Regions from separate parts of the Sus scrofa genome. Here all the other regions are linked to region 1. Evidence: chromatin contacts called from public Hi-C and HiChIP or PLAC-seq data. All regions are on one chromosome and are shown on one strand. The core of a region is the stretch at or near the end of the contact, and the rest is flanking DNA. Distances in the headings are between cores, read along the strand shown.

Evidence for each region. Hi-C and Micro-C count contacts between places; a contact is called where the count stands out from the background. HiChIP or PLAC-seq counts read pairs in DNA pulled down with a chosen protein or histone mark.
Region 2: a contact with region 1 is called in an H3K27ac HiChIP or PLAC-seq map of alveolar macrophages. The contact joins the promoter of CRCP here to the promoter of KCTD7 in region 1. A contact is called at or near these places in 3 of 47 Hi-C or Micro-C datasets (embryonic fibroblasts, liver and omental adipose tissue) and 2 of 2 datasets of contacts at active chromatin or transcription factors (alveolar macrophages and skeletal muscle).
Region 3: a Hi-C map of adipose tissue shows a contact between it and region 1, with 3 times the contacts expected there. The contact joins the enhancer-like site here to the promoter of KCTD7 in region 1. A contact is called at or near these places in 1 of 5 promoter capture datasets (liver), 26 of 47 Hi-C or Micro-C datasets (adipocytes, adipose tissue, alveolar macrophages and 15 more) and 2 of 2 datasets of contacts at active chromatin or transcription factors (alveolar macrophages and skeletal muscle).

The regions. Positions count from the first base shown.
Region 1 is chr3:16,392,118-16,396,470 of Sscrofa11.1, forward strand. KCTD7 (BTB/POZ domain-containing protein KCTD7) reads right to left here and starts at 1,744. Exons shown (of 4, transcript XM_003354517.4): 1 at 1,366-1,744. The coding sequence starts at 1,509.
Region 2 is chr3:16,619,454-16,623,806 of Sscrofa11.1, forward strand. It overlaps CRCP (DNA-directed RNA polymerase III subunit RPC9), which reads right to left and starts at 2,464. Exons shown (of 7, transcript XR_002342338.1): 1 at 2,331-2,464.
Region 3 is chr3:16,589,692-16,594,044 of Sscrofa11.1, forward strand. It overlaps CRCP (DNA-directed RNA polymerase III subunit RPC9), which reads right to left. Exons shown (of 7, transcript XR_002342338.1): 5 at 2,051-2,108. It also overlaps the pseudogene LOC106509670. Among named protein-coding and RNA genes, the nearest start is that of CRCP, 30 kb to the right of the region's middle. Within about 2 kb of position 2,035, at least 9 of the 83 cell types and tissues checked have an H3K27ac peak or open chromatin away from gene starts, as enhancers often do. A contact at or near this core is called in adipose tissue and skeletal muscle, where this site is marked.

The DNA.
Region 1 (4,353 bases), core at 494-2,993:
CTCCATGAAAGTCTCTGTGTATTTGTCTAGACAGTCCTTCTTCCTAACTTTCAAATCCTTTGTGAAATAAAGAAGGATAAAAATAACGCTACATCAAAGTTACCCCGGGGCCTCGATCAGTGCCTGGCTCACAGTAAAACCCCCCAGTTTGCACTAGATCAGTGAATGAATGAATGAAACAGACAGGCGTTTACAGTTCTCTGAATGTAGGTACCGTTACTCTTCCACACCCAGAGGACTGGAAATGCCTTCTGCTTATTCTATAGCTAGCTCCTCCAAGACTATTCTGTGTGCATACCAAGGACTCAAATATTATTGGGGGGGTAATAATACTTCTATTACTCACATGGAGCAATGAACTCTGTAAAAGAGCGAGCACTGGAGTGTGGCCTATAGTCTCTGGGTCCTGAGCTTTCTTCCCTTAAATCACACTGTTTCACCAATGACAATGCACAGAAACATTGGACCCTGTGTCCCCAATGGCTTTTTTTTTTTTTTTTCAATTACAAACAGTCCTTCTGGAGTTTTGCCCATTTTCACAAGTGTCCCATGATGCTTTGAGTATCTAACCCCAAGAGGACACTACAGTTTTCCAAGAGCCTCACCCAGCCCCACCCAGCCCCTCTGGGGCTCAGGCCATCTGCCCAGGACTCCCCACGTCACATGCTCCCATGTCTGGCACTACCTTAACCCCTACCTCCCAGTCTCTGTCTTCAGTGCCCAGCAGGGCCCCACCTTCCCTCCTCTTTTCTCGTCTCTTGAGGGTCATTTCAGGTGTTCATATGATCATGTCACATGCATTAAGACCAGTGGAAGCCACCATGCATCACAGCACAGCAGCTAGGAGGGGAAGCCATGGAGTTGTCAGGTGAGTGTGGCCACAGCTATGAACTGGCCTGCTTCTTATCTGCACACTGCCCCTTAGCCCACTCTCTGGGCAGCTGGAGACTGGCTTTGGGCAATGACTAAGGCCTCTTCTTGGATTCTCTGGAAGACACTATCATCCCTTGGGGTTCCAAGGGCTCCTTCCCATGGCCTTCCTTCCCTCCTCCAGTTGGTAAGGGTGGGCCATAGGGATGGGAGTACCAAGCTTGCAAGGAGTGAATCCTGGAAGGAGGGGGATGGGAGGGCCAGGTGCTGCCTAGAGCAAGGAAGACACACCTGGCGTGTTTTACAGAGGGTGCGTGGGGAGGGGGGGATCGGTGGGTGGTGGGAGTGGGATGGGCAGGGGAGCACAGCTTCTGGCACCGCCCTCGGCCTGACCCCCTCCCCAGCCTCAGCGCTGTTCACATCCCAAGGTCAGCTCTGTCTGGCACCGGCTCCTGTCTCTGCACCCCTTCTCGCGCCCCCACCCCCTCCAGGTACCTCCTGCGGGAGCAGGGGCAGTGCGTGCCCAGCCTGCGTGGCCGTAGGGGTGGCCGGCTCCAGAAAGTCGTCTTCGGCGTCGGAGCTGGACATGGCACCGTCCGGACGACGGTTGTCTGGCTCCCGCCCCGTGACTACCACCATCCCTCTGGCTCTGGGCAGTGGGCGCGGCTTCGGGCGGGCGGGAGGGTGGTGGCCCAGGCACTAGCACCCAGCAGCGCCTGGCATGACGCGGCGCGCCGGTGGGCGGGGCCGGAGGGGCTGAGAGCTCAGCGCGGTGGGGCTGGAGGGCGGCCGCTCCCTCAGCGCCAACGGGCTCGCTGACCACCCGGCGGACCGCAGGGCCACCGGCCTGACCCGGCCACCTCCCACTATTGGCCGAGCTGCCGCTAGTTCCGCCCCTGATTGGCGTGAAGCTCGCCCAATCTCAGAGCAAGTAGAGCTTTCGCTCCGTGCCTGAATGGCCACTGGGAGCCGGGCTGGCTGGCCTGCCCCGTTCTGATTGGCCCTCTGGACAGTGGGCGCGCCCTCCCCACCCGCGAACACTCGCTCGGCGCGTGGGGCGCGCGCACGCGGCCACCGTCTCTAAGCCGGGCCTTCTTGGGTCCGAGGGTGGCTCCTGCATCGGGGTCGACACCTAGAAACTTGCGAGGAGAGAGGGCTCACGACTTAGTCGTTCCTACGTCTCCAGGGCAGCGCGTGATGTGCATCCTTGGGCGTCAAAGGCCAGGCAAATCCGGGAGGACCAGGTCGCCGCAATGGAGAGCCTAGGCATCCCTTCCCGGAGGATACGGAGGAGGCACGACTTAGGTCACTGAGGTTGTAGGAGAGGAAGGGTAGCGCTGCAACAGGGACTGGCCCTTCTCTAGCCACAAGGGCAAAACCTGAGTTTCCAGTCTTTCCTGATTGACCCAAAAAGAAAACTCAAGTTAGAGGCAATTGAGAATGACAGTGACTCTCACCCTCAATGTGTCAGTTCTTCCACTGGCACCTGGAGACACAGACGGAAACAGGCCCTCTCTTGAGACGCTCCCAGGCTGCTGAGGCAGAGTCCAGCCTGATCCAACGTCTATCAACAGCCTTGGATGCTGTGACCCCTGGTATAGTTGGATCAGCTCAGGGACTCTCCTAGGAATCAAGGTTTGAGCCCTTTCAAACCATTTTTACACCCAGTTCTTCATTTGCATCTCACATTGTGACAGAAAAGGAAGCTGAGACCTAGAGGATTAAAACCACTGTAGGAGTGTCCTCCATGAGTGTTTTCTCCAAACTTGGTTGCATCAAAATCACTGGGGGGGGAACTTGCTAAAATGCAGATTCCCAGTCCGACTCCAGAGAATCTGACTTGGTCCATCTGGGGTGAAGCCCTTGAACTTGCATTCCTAACGAACTCCCCAGGTAACCCTGGGTGCTGCAGGTCCTTGAACCACGTTTTGAGTAGGGCTGCTCTAAAGAAGGCTGCCTGAGGCCATCTCTTATCTGTAACTACCTGCTCCAGCCTTTCTCAACATCCATAACAAAGTTTCTTCTTTCCATCCTTAGAATCATTAGGATTCCAGCTGTAATAGAAACTGCAATCAAAGGTGGATTATATCATAGGAAAATTTGATTATCTTCTATAACAGGAAGTCTGAACAGCTCCTGGATTGGTCCATTAAGTAATGCAATAAGGAGTTACCTGGACCAGTTCTCTTCCATTTGTCCACTCTGCCAGGGGGACTCTCCTCCTTTAAAAATTCATATGAGGAAACTAGAGAACTAAGGGCTTATCAGGATGACAGTTTAAATCGAGGCTGTCCAAAGAGAATGGAACGGGAGCCCCAGAGGCTCAAGAGGTAGGGAAATCCAGGTACAATCAGTGTTACATTACTGAATGTGTTGGAGTTTTCATCTTCCATTTTGGCTGAGGATTTCCTTCAGGAATATAGTTGCCCAGTTGGTTCTGTTTATATGGTGTGTATTAAGGGGGCGGGAAGTCCAAGGGCAGCAGCCTGCAATGAAGACTTGCTGAGAGAGCAGGAAGGGGTTGCAGCAGGCTTTCTGGGAAAGCAGGGCACTTGGCTGGCAGCAGCGATTCCCACCCCGCAGTGAACTGACTTCCAGGCCAGTTCACAGGAGGGCTGCAGAGCAGGGTCAGTGAACCTTGGAGAGAGGAATGGGTAGCTCGTGCCCATGCAGAGGTGGGGGCTGCTCTCAGAACACTGGCACTTACAGCTGGGATTACTCTTCCTCCAGGAGTCAACAAAATACTCCTACAGGCACTGAGTCCTGAGATTAGCCAAATGGATTCTATTCTCCACATCTCACCAAAAAAGAGAACTTCGGAATGGCAACAGATTTCCAAAGTGCTGATTCAGCATGTGGATTGAATAATTTAAAACAATAAAAGAAATGAAAAACAGGAACGAAAGCTTCCATCTTCTTTTCCCCATTACCTTCTTTCGGTTTTAATTTTGATTTGAACCTTTAGACATATAAACAGTTATAGACCATAACAATTACAACCCATGTACTCACTTCCCAGCTCATGAAATACAATATGACAAACACAGTTGTATCTGCACATACCTCCCTAATCTCATTCCCCTCCCTCCAAAATATATGTATCATTTCATTCATGTTTTCTTTTTAGTTGGGATATATGGTACAGAAAAATGCAAAATCATATCTGTACAGCTTGAAGAATAATTATAAAAGAGAAAGAGAGCCCTGTAACCACCACTCAGTCAAAAAACAGAACGCTGCCAGCTCCCATTCTCTCCAAAGGCTCCTCCATGACAAACTCCATTCCTCCAAAGGTCACCTCTGTCCTCACTTTTCTTTCTTTTTCTTTTTTTTTTTTTTTTGTCTTTTTGTCTTTTTGCCATTTCTTGGGCCGCTCCCGAGGCATATGGAGGTTCCCAGGCTAGGGGTCTAATCCGAGCTGTAGCTCAGCCTACGCCAGAGCCACAGCAACACAGGATCCGAGCCGCATCTGTGACCTATACC
Region 2 (4,353 bases), core at 1,214-3,713, 230 kb after region 1:
CAGCTATAAAATGAAGGAAATTCTGATATTATCTCAAACAGATTATAGAGAAGAGTCCATTCTCCCTATGTATATTAAGTTCAAGAGTAAAAGAATGGGAGTTCCCTCTGTGGCACAGGGTGTTATTAAGGACCCAGCATTGCAACTGCTGTGGCTTGCTGCTGTGGTGCAGGTTCGATTCCTGGTACTGGAACCTCCATGTGCCACAGGTGAGGCCAAAAAAATTAAAATAAAAGAATGAACAGAAGGAGTTCCCACTGTGCTACAGTGGGTTAAGTATTCAACTGCAGTAGCTTGGGTTTCCACAGAGGTGAAGGTTCAATCTCTGGCCAAGAGCAGCGGGTTAAAGGATCCAGCAGCATTGGAGTTCCCATCGTGGCTCAGTGGTTAACGAATCCGACTAGGAACCATGAGGTTGTGGGTTCGATCCCTGGCCTTGCTTAGTGGGTTAAGGATCCAGCATTGCCGTGAGCTGTGGTGTAGGTTGCAGATGAGGCTCAGATCCTGTGTTGCTGTGGCTGTGGTGTAGGCCAGCGGCTACAGCTCCGATTAGACCCCTAGCCTGGGAACCTCCACATGCCGTGGGAAGCAGCCCTAGAAAAGACAAAAAAGTAATAAAATAAATTAAATAAAATAAAGGATTCAGTGTTGCTGCAGCTGTGGCACAGGTCACAGCTATGGCTTGGGTTCAATTCCTGGGGCAGGAACTTACAAATGACATGAAGCCATAAAAATTTTTCTGTGTTTTTGTCTTTTCTAGGGCTGCACCCACAGCATGTGGAGGTTCCCAGGCTAGGGGTCTAATCAGAGATGTAGCCACCAGCCTAGGCCAGAGTCCCAGCAACTCAGGATCGGAGCCAAGTCTGCCACCTACACCACAGTTCATGGCAACACCGGATCCCTAACCCACTGAGTTAGGCCAGGGATTGAACCCATAACCTCAAGGTTCCTAGTCGGATTCATTAACCACTGAGCCACAACATCAACTTCCTCGGCCATAAAAAAAAAAAAAAAAAAAAAATCAATGAATAGAAAGTGGAGTTCCCATGGTGGCTCAGCATAAACAAACCTAAGATAGAGGATGGCAAAATCAATTTAAGGAGTCAACATTCTATTTTAATAGAAGAGACTACTAGAGTTACTGTATACAACACTGTCTCAGGAAGCTTTCACTTCAGATACATATACGTATTGTGGTTTTTTGGGTTTTTTTGGGTTTTTTTTGTCTTTTTGGCATTTCTTGGGCTGCTCTCACTGCACATGGAGGTTCCCAGGCTAGAGGTTGAATCGGAGCTGTAGCCACCGGCCTATGCCAGAGCCACAGCAATGAGGGATCTGAGCCGCGTCTGCAACGTACACCACAGCTCACGGCAATGCCGGATACTTAACCCACTGAGCAAGGCCAGGGATCGAACCCGCAATCTTATGGTTCCTAGTCGGATTCTTTAACGAGCGCCACGACGGGAACTCCAACTGCGTGTGTGTGTGTGTGTTTAAGTCTGCAAAACAGTACATATAAACGTGAAACATGAAGTAAAAGAACATAAAGGAAAATGTCAGGATTAAACAATCAGAGTTCCTGTCCTAGCTCAGCTGCAATGAACACGAGAAGTATCCATGAGGATGTGGGTTTGATCCCTGGTCTCTAGCCTGATAACTTCCATAAGCCACACCTGTGGCCCTAAAGAGCAAACAAAACATAAACATGTTGCCAAAGAGAACGCAACATAGGTATAAAAATCCACATACAAAGTAGCTGCAAAAACTTCCCTCTGCACGCAGTACAAGGAGCAAACATGGAAAAGCCGATGTGGAGTTACAATTGTTAGAATGGCTTCTACTCCTAGCCCCCCACCCCAACCCCACACGGCTACCTGCTTCTTAACTACTTTGCAGAGCACCTCCTCTGAATCCGGGCTCCCCAGAAGCCCACTGCTCCTAAGCAAAACTCTACTCCAGCATTTCCCCACCTCTCCTCCAGGTACTTCCAGGCCGGACCCAGGGTTTAATAAGTCCCTGCTCTCATACCCAGCTCCCCACCGCGACCTGGCGACGCTGTTGAGTGCGTGAGGGAGGGAACAGACACCTGGCACCCCTAAAGGCAGCCGGGCCAAGTGGCCCTCGCCCCACGTCCTGAGCACGCGGTGGGAGAGGGGGCGAAGGTTCAGAAGGCCGGAGGGAGAGTCCCTTCCTAGCCTCCTGGCCCGCCGCCCTCCCCGCCCGCCCGGACGAGGAATCGCCCCCGGCCCACATCTCCCGGCTCCCAGGAATTAGCCGTCCCCAGCTCTGAGCGTCGCCCTTGAGCCGACGACGCGCCCCGGGCGGCTTACACTTCCATGTCGTCCCCGCCTCGTCGCCTTCGGCCGGACACAGACCCTCACCGCCCATCCGCTGCTCTCGCCGCCCGAGCAAAGCGCCCGGAAACCGACTCCGCGGACCGCGGTGCACGCCGGGATCGCCGCGCTGCATGCCGGGATCCTGGAGGACCCCCGTGGGGCCGGGGGCGTTGCTGGCTCGTCTTCCCGACCCGTCTCTGCGCTCTTGGTCCGACCTCAGGCTGTCAAACGTTTGCAGACGGATTTAGCTCACGTTTTCGTGGTCTAGGGTATATCCAAGTATTAATCCAAAGATGTAATCGGATTCGTAGGCATTTGCAGCGTTAAAATCCCACCCCTTGGATAGTAGCGATGGCAAGGGGCGAGGTGGCCTTGGGCTGCTGGACATGCTCTCTTTCAGGATCTGGACGCCGAGTAGGTGGTGCTTCTGAAAATTCGGTGGGCTGTAGCTTATGTGCACATTTCTGTATGTGTGTTATAATGGAATAAAACGTTCTAAAAGGTGAAAAAAAATCTCAGACTCCCTTCTCCCTGTTCCCATTCTTCACTATTTGTCAGAAAATTATGAAGAGACTTCTTGACAGTCTCTGATCTGGCCTTTCTAAGAATTTGCCCAAATGGAATCATCAGATGCTTGACGAAAGATCAACGTGTAATGATAATTTTGCTGGGAGATAGCCTACATACCCAACAATGGAAAATTGATAAATCGTGTTTCAGCCATACAGTATGCAGTACGATATATGTGGCCCAAGTAATCTTGTAGCATATTTGATATGCTGGGGAAATGCTCAAGACAGATTTTTTTTTTAAGATGGAAAATGATGTGTTGTGACTCTAATAATCTAAAGAAAAATAATGCATAGGGGAAAAAAGACCTCAGGGTAAGGGTGATACAGCCACCTAATCTATGAAATTTTGTGTCTTAAAAAAAAAAAAAAAAAAAAAGAGTTCCTGTTGTGGCTCAGCAGTTAACAAACCCGACTAGCATCTATGAGGACTCAGGCTCTATCCCTGGCCTCACTCAGTGGGTTAAGGATCCAGTGTTGCCATGAGCTGTGGTGTAGGTCACAGACACGGCTCTGGCGTAGGCAGGATGTTACAGCTCCTATTCGACCCCCTAGCCTGGGAACCTCAAATGCTGCAGACACAGCCCTAAAAAGACAAAAAGGAAAAAAAAAAGTGGAAGGCTGATGTCTATTTTCTTCTGAATTTTTAGTATGTTTGAAGTATTTGGAAGGAAATATGCCAAAAATTAAAAATGGCTGGTGTCTTTAGGTGATGAATCAATTGCTAATTTTTCCACTTTTTTATAATTATATCAGTTATCATTTACTAAACACTGTCTCCTTGATAAGCGTTTTGTTATTCCCTGATATTAACAGTTGACAATGCAGGCTTTGCAGGCAGCCTCTGATTCTGTTTATCTCCATCAGTTTATTAGGGGTTGTTTGACCTTGGGAGATTACTTAACCTCTCCTAACCTCAATTCACTAATCTATAAATCATAGGTCCGTTATGTATCTACATAGTAAATGCTCGACGAATATTAGTTACTGTGACAGTACAACCATGTTACTCTATGAGGTAGATTCCTTTGTCACTCAAATTTTACTACTGAAGAGACTGAGGCAGGCTTGTTTTTTGAATTGTACACTTTGAATGGGTGAATTGTATGGTATCTGATGATTTAAATATCAATAAAGCTGTTAAAATATTTTTAATGGATATTTGCCTATGGGGATTGCTTTGGAAGAGAAGTGAGGGGAATTTACACATTCAGAATTTTAATTTTTTTTCAGTTTATGTGTTATTTTTAAACTACGAAAATATTTTTTTATTTTTATTAATTAATTTTTTTTGGTCTTTTGTCTTTTTAGGGCCACGCTTGCGGCATATGGAGGTTCCCAGGCTAGGGGTCCAATCGGAGCTGTAGCCACCGGCCTACGCCACAGCCACAGCAACACCAGATCCAAGCTGCGTCTGTGGCCTACACCACAGCTCATGGCAATGCCAG
Region 3 (4,353 bases), core at 785-3,284, 200 kb after region 1:
CGTCCTCTGCGCTTTCTACTCTAGCGAAAACCTCATTTCTTATCCCTTTCTGATGAGAAGAGACACACAAACCTTGGTAAATGCTTTGCTACCCTTCGCAGCCAAATCCCAGGCTGGGAAAAAAAATCTGGCCCCAAATGGTCCCACTGCTGGACAACAACACACGTGGTTTTTCTGAAGGCCCACCTACCTACCTGTGAAAGGAGAAGCGCGTACAGAGTCTGAGGGGATGCCATGCCAAAAACACACGGCCTGGAGAAACAGAGCAAGGCTTCTGAATCAGACCCACTCGGCCACTCGCTAGCCAAGATTACGGCGAGGGCATCACAGGTGACATACACAAAGCCCCTGGCACCAAGTCTGGCACACAGCAGGCAGTCATAATAGCAGCTAATCTTACCAAGTAATGAAGGCTTTCTACAGGCTCTGGGACACTAATCCTCCCCATCTCTTCTCTCCATCTGTCATTAAGCCACGCATAACATATGTTGCTGATTAAAGGTGGAGGAGACACGACATGTGATCTTTAACCCAGAGGGACAGGGATTAGTTTCTTGCTGTTTTGTTTGTTTTTTTTTTTTTCCTCTTTTCTAAGCTCAATCTCCAACACAGTTGAAAGCATCAGAATAATGAGGGTATAAAAAAAAAAACGACCTCTATTTAGCCTAAAGGGCTGTTCCCCCAGAAGGCACCCTTTATGGAAGGAATTTTTCTAATTTAATTTTAGGTGCATTTTGAAGAGCAGAAACAACGAGAAGACAAGCTTTAGTCAAAAATTAAATACCACACAACCCTTTCAAAAAAGGTTGTTTTTGGTTTTTGGCTGTACCTATGGCACGTGGAAGTTCCTGAGCCAGGGAATGAACTTGTGCCACAGCAGCGACCTGAGCCGCTGTGGTGACAATGCCAGATACTTAATCTGCTGAACCACATGGGAATTCTAAGGGTTTGGGGTTTCTTTCTTTCTTTTTTTTTTTTTTTTAGCAATTCTAAATATCAGGAGTATTTTTGGCCATTTTCTTCCACATTTTTCTGAAGGAAATTTGACAAAGCTAAATACTTCTAAAACTGACTTTGGAGACTGCTTTATTCTCCATCTTAATTCTCCAGCCAAAGTTTTTTACTGGTAGTTGGAAGGCCTGCCTAATATTTGTAGCTTACCAATGAAAATGCCACAGGCAGCAGATGCCAATACAGCAACCACTTGGTGTGTGCTGCCGGTTCCCGTTTTCACTTTCTCCGTATACAATCTTTGCCTTCTATGCTGGCTTCCCCAGTTCTAAAGCCTTACGCTATGATTGCAGTTTAGACCTTGCAAGTGCTGAGGTTCCACTGAATGGTTTTATGCAGGGAAACAAGACCATCAAATGTACAGTTTTAGAAAGTAAACTATGATTGTGGCGTAGAAGATGGACAGGAGGGGGCTGGACTGGAGGCAGGGAGGACAGCGAGAGGACAACTCCAAGGGCCGAGCTGAGAAATGGTGACAGAAATCAATGCAATGCAGGAGGGAGAAAGAGACGGCAAGAGGAAACAGAAGCAGCAGAACCTGGGATTGACCCACTGGGAGAGAACAGGAAGGGACTGAACTCTGGGACCCAAGCTTGGGAGACTGGGTCCAGAGGGTGAGCATGTGGGGAAGTACGCATCTGCTCCATTAACCAAGAGAAGATATGGGAAGGGTTGGAGGGTGGGAGTGGGGGAGAGAACTCCACCAGAGTCACGCTGAATCTAATGTTTTCATGCAGCATCTGGCTGGCAATAAAGAACTCCTACGGAATGGCCTAGGACACTGGGGAGACAAAGAGCTGCCAAGTCAGAGCCCCAAACTCTACAAAAAGAATTCCATTTTCTCCAGTCTCATCCTGTCCCCAAGTCCATACTAACTAGGATCAAACTGGTGAGGTCTCCTTTCACTTATAAAACGGGAGGTCTGGCAGTCTTTTCAAGTAATGGCTGTTCCTGGCTGCTCTGTGCTCAGCCCTTATGACCCTTTCTCCCTCTGAGACCCAGAAACCAGCCCGCCCAAGTTCAAGCCTCCTTCACGTACCAGCTGGATCTCAACAGCAGTCATAGGTCTGTGATTCAGCAGCTGAAGCTTTTCAGCTCTGTCAAAAGAAAAGCACAGAGCATTTAAAACTCTCATACCCCTAAGGATCTCAAGTCCTGACCAAGCCATTTAGAGAACACTTGGTCAGATAACACATGGAAGAACAACTTGGAAGGTGGCCCTCAGTTTCTTCAGTCGTAAAATGAAAGAATGGGAGCAGGAGAGTCCTATGTCAGTGACTCTTACTCAAGGACACAAATGTGTACTGGCACAGAGGCTAAGGATACAGAGGCTTGGACTGTAAGAAATGCAGCAGAAAGCACAGGGTTTTTTAATAAATTTTATTTGGAAATAAATAAAATAATGCTTTCTTAATCCAAATAATAGAAAGTAAAGATAAACAAAATAATCTTGGTTGGTCATCGCTTAGAATTCTTTCTTGAGATTAAGATTAAATGTTACTCAGATTTGACCTGACCTGTTATCTTACTAAACAAAAACAAAGACTCTTAAGGGGATGGGAGTTAATACACAGTAGTATAAGACAAAGTCTTATGTCCTCAAGGAGTTTACAATCCAGTTGGGGAAAGAAGACAAATACAAGCAAACTTTAACAAAAATTTTTTTTTTTTTTTGCTCTTTAGGACTGCACCTGTGGTATATTGGAAGTTCCTAAGCTGGGCAATGCTGAATCCTTAACCCTGAGCCAGGCCAGGGATAGAACCCACATCCTCATGGATTCTAGTCGGGTTCATTAACCACTGAGCCATGAAGGGAACTCCCCAAAAGATTTAAGTAACAGTTGAAGATACTAATTATTGTCCGTCACAAGACAATATACAGCTCACTGCTGAAAGGGAGGTTGAGATGTGTGGATTCTCAAAGACGACAGGACTTGAAAGAAAGACTCACCCCTGAGCAGGTGATAATTCACCTTTCAAATCAATTCAATATTTAGTGAGCTTAAACATATTCTGGAATAAAGAGAAGAATAAACCACCATTCCCATCGCCAGGTCCAGGGAAGCAGTGCCAGGTCCCCACGTCTCCCTAAGCCTTGGTTTCATCACCTGCCAAACACGAATGACTTAGCTATCTTACAAGGAGGTTATGAAGGATGAAAATCTTGCCATTTATAGTGGTGGCAGCTACCACTTGTTACTTACTTTTCATATGGCAGGCACACTTACCTCAGACTTGATGCTGAGGTGGTAAATAAATAATGTGCCCAAGGCTACACAGCTAGTAAATGGCGGCGCTGGGACGCTTGCCATCAAAGCTCGAATCCTCCAGCCACATGCTTCTCGTATTCACAGTGTGCACAGTGACGACTGACCCTGTCATTTCTCCACAAACAGCAGTCACTACTAAGGCAGCTGTAGTTAAGTTCAACTCCTCATAATCCCCCAAACATTTACTCTAGGCTAAAAGAGGAAGGCATCATAAAGGGCCCTCTTGCACTGGGCCCTTTAAGGATTTTCTAGGGGAAAAGGATGAGAGAAATGGGCAGTCAGGGCACAAACAGCACAAGTAAACTCCCAGAAGAACTAAAAATTCATGGAGTTTTAGGAAATGGCTGCTAGAAAGGCTGTGGAACACAAGGTTGAATGAGTCACATGGAACACCACCACTAAGGGCCATGACTCCCGAGAGGCTGCATGTTACTTTGTAGACACAGAAGAGCAACCAAGGAAAGGACTGAACACCTTGCTGGGGTGGAAAACCTGTGAAATGGAAGCACTTCCAGGTGAGAGAAAACAAAAGCTGTGAACTAGGGCGTCAGCAGCAGGGATGGCAACCAGTTTGGACCTGTCAAATGTTCCCGGTCACTCTCAGGTCTAGTCAACAGGACCTGACAACTAGATTGGGTGGGGGGTAGAGTGAAGGAAAGGGCAGAATTGAGGTTTACTGTCAGATGTTTAGTCTGTTTGGAAAAAAGGTATTTACTGAAATTTGAATTTGAGTTTGTGGTACTTTTGAAACAACAACGAAGAGGTCTCTGTTAAACAGTCTGTCCAGTTCTGGTTCTGTCTAGAACTAAAGAAAAGAAAAAGACCAGAGCTGGATTTATTATCAAAGAGTAATGTGAAACCACAGGAGTGGACACCAGCATTGAGAGACCAGCTGCAGAGGAAGTGAAGAAGCAGGACAGAAAACCACAAAACACCTCCATTCGAGGGGCCGGGAGAAAAGGTAGCAAAGGAGAAAGGAGTGAAGAGAGAAAAAGGGAACCCAGGAGAGTGATGTGATGGAAACCAAGAAAGGAAAAGTTCAGGACAGAGGGTATCATCAACAGTGCCAAAT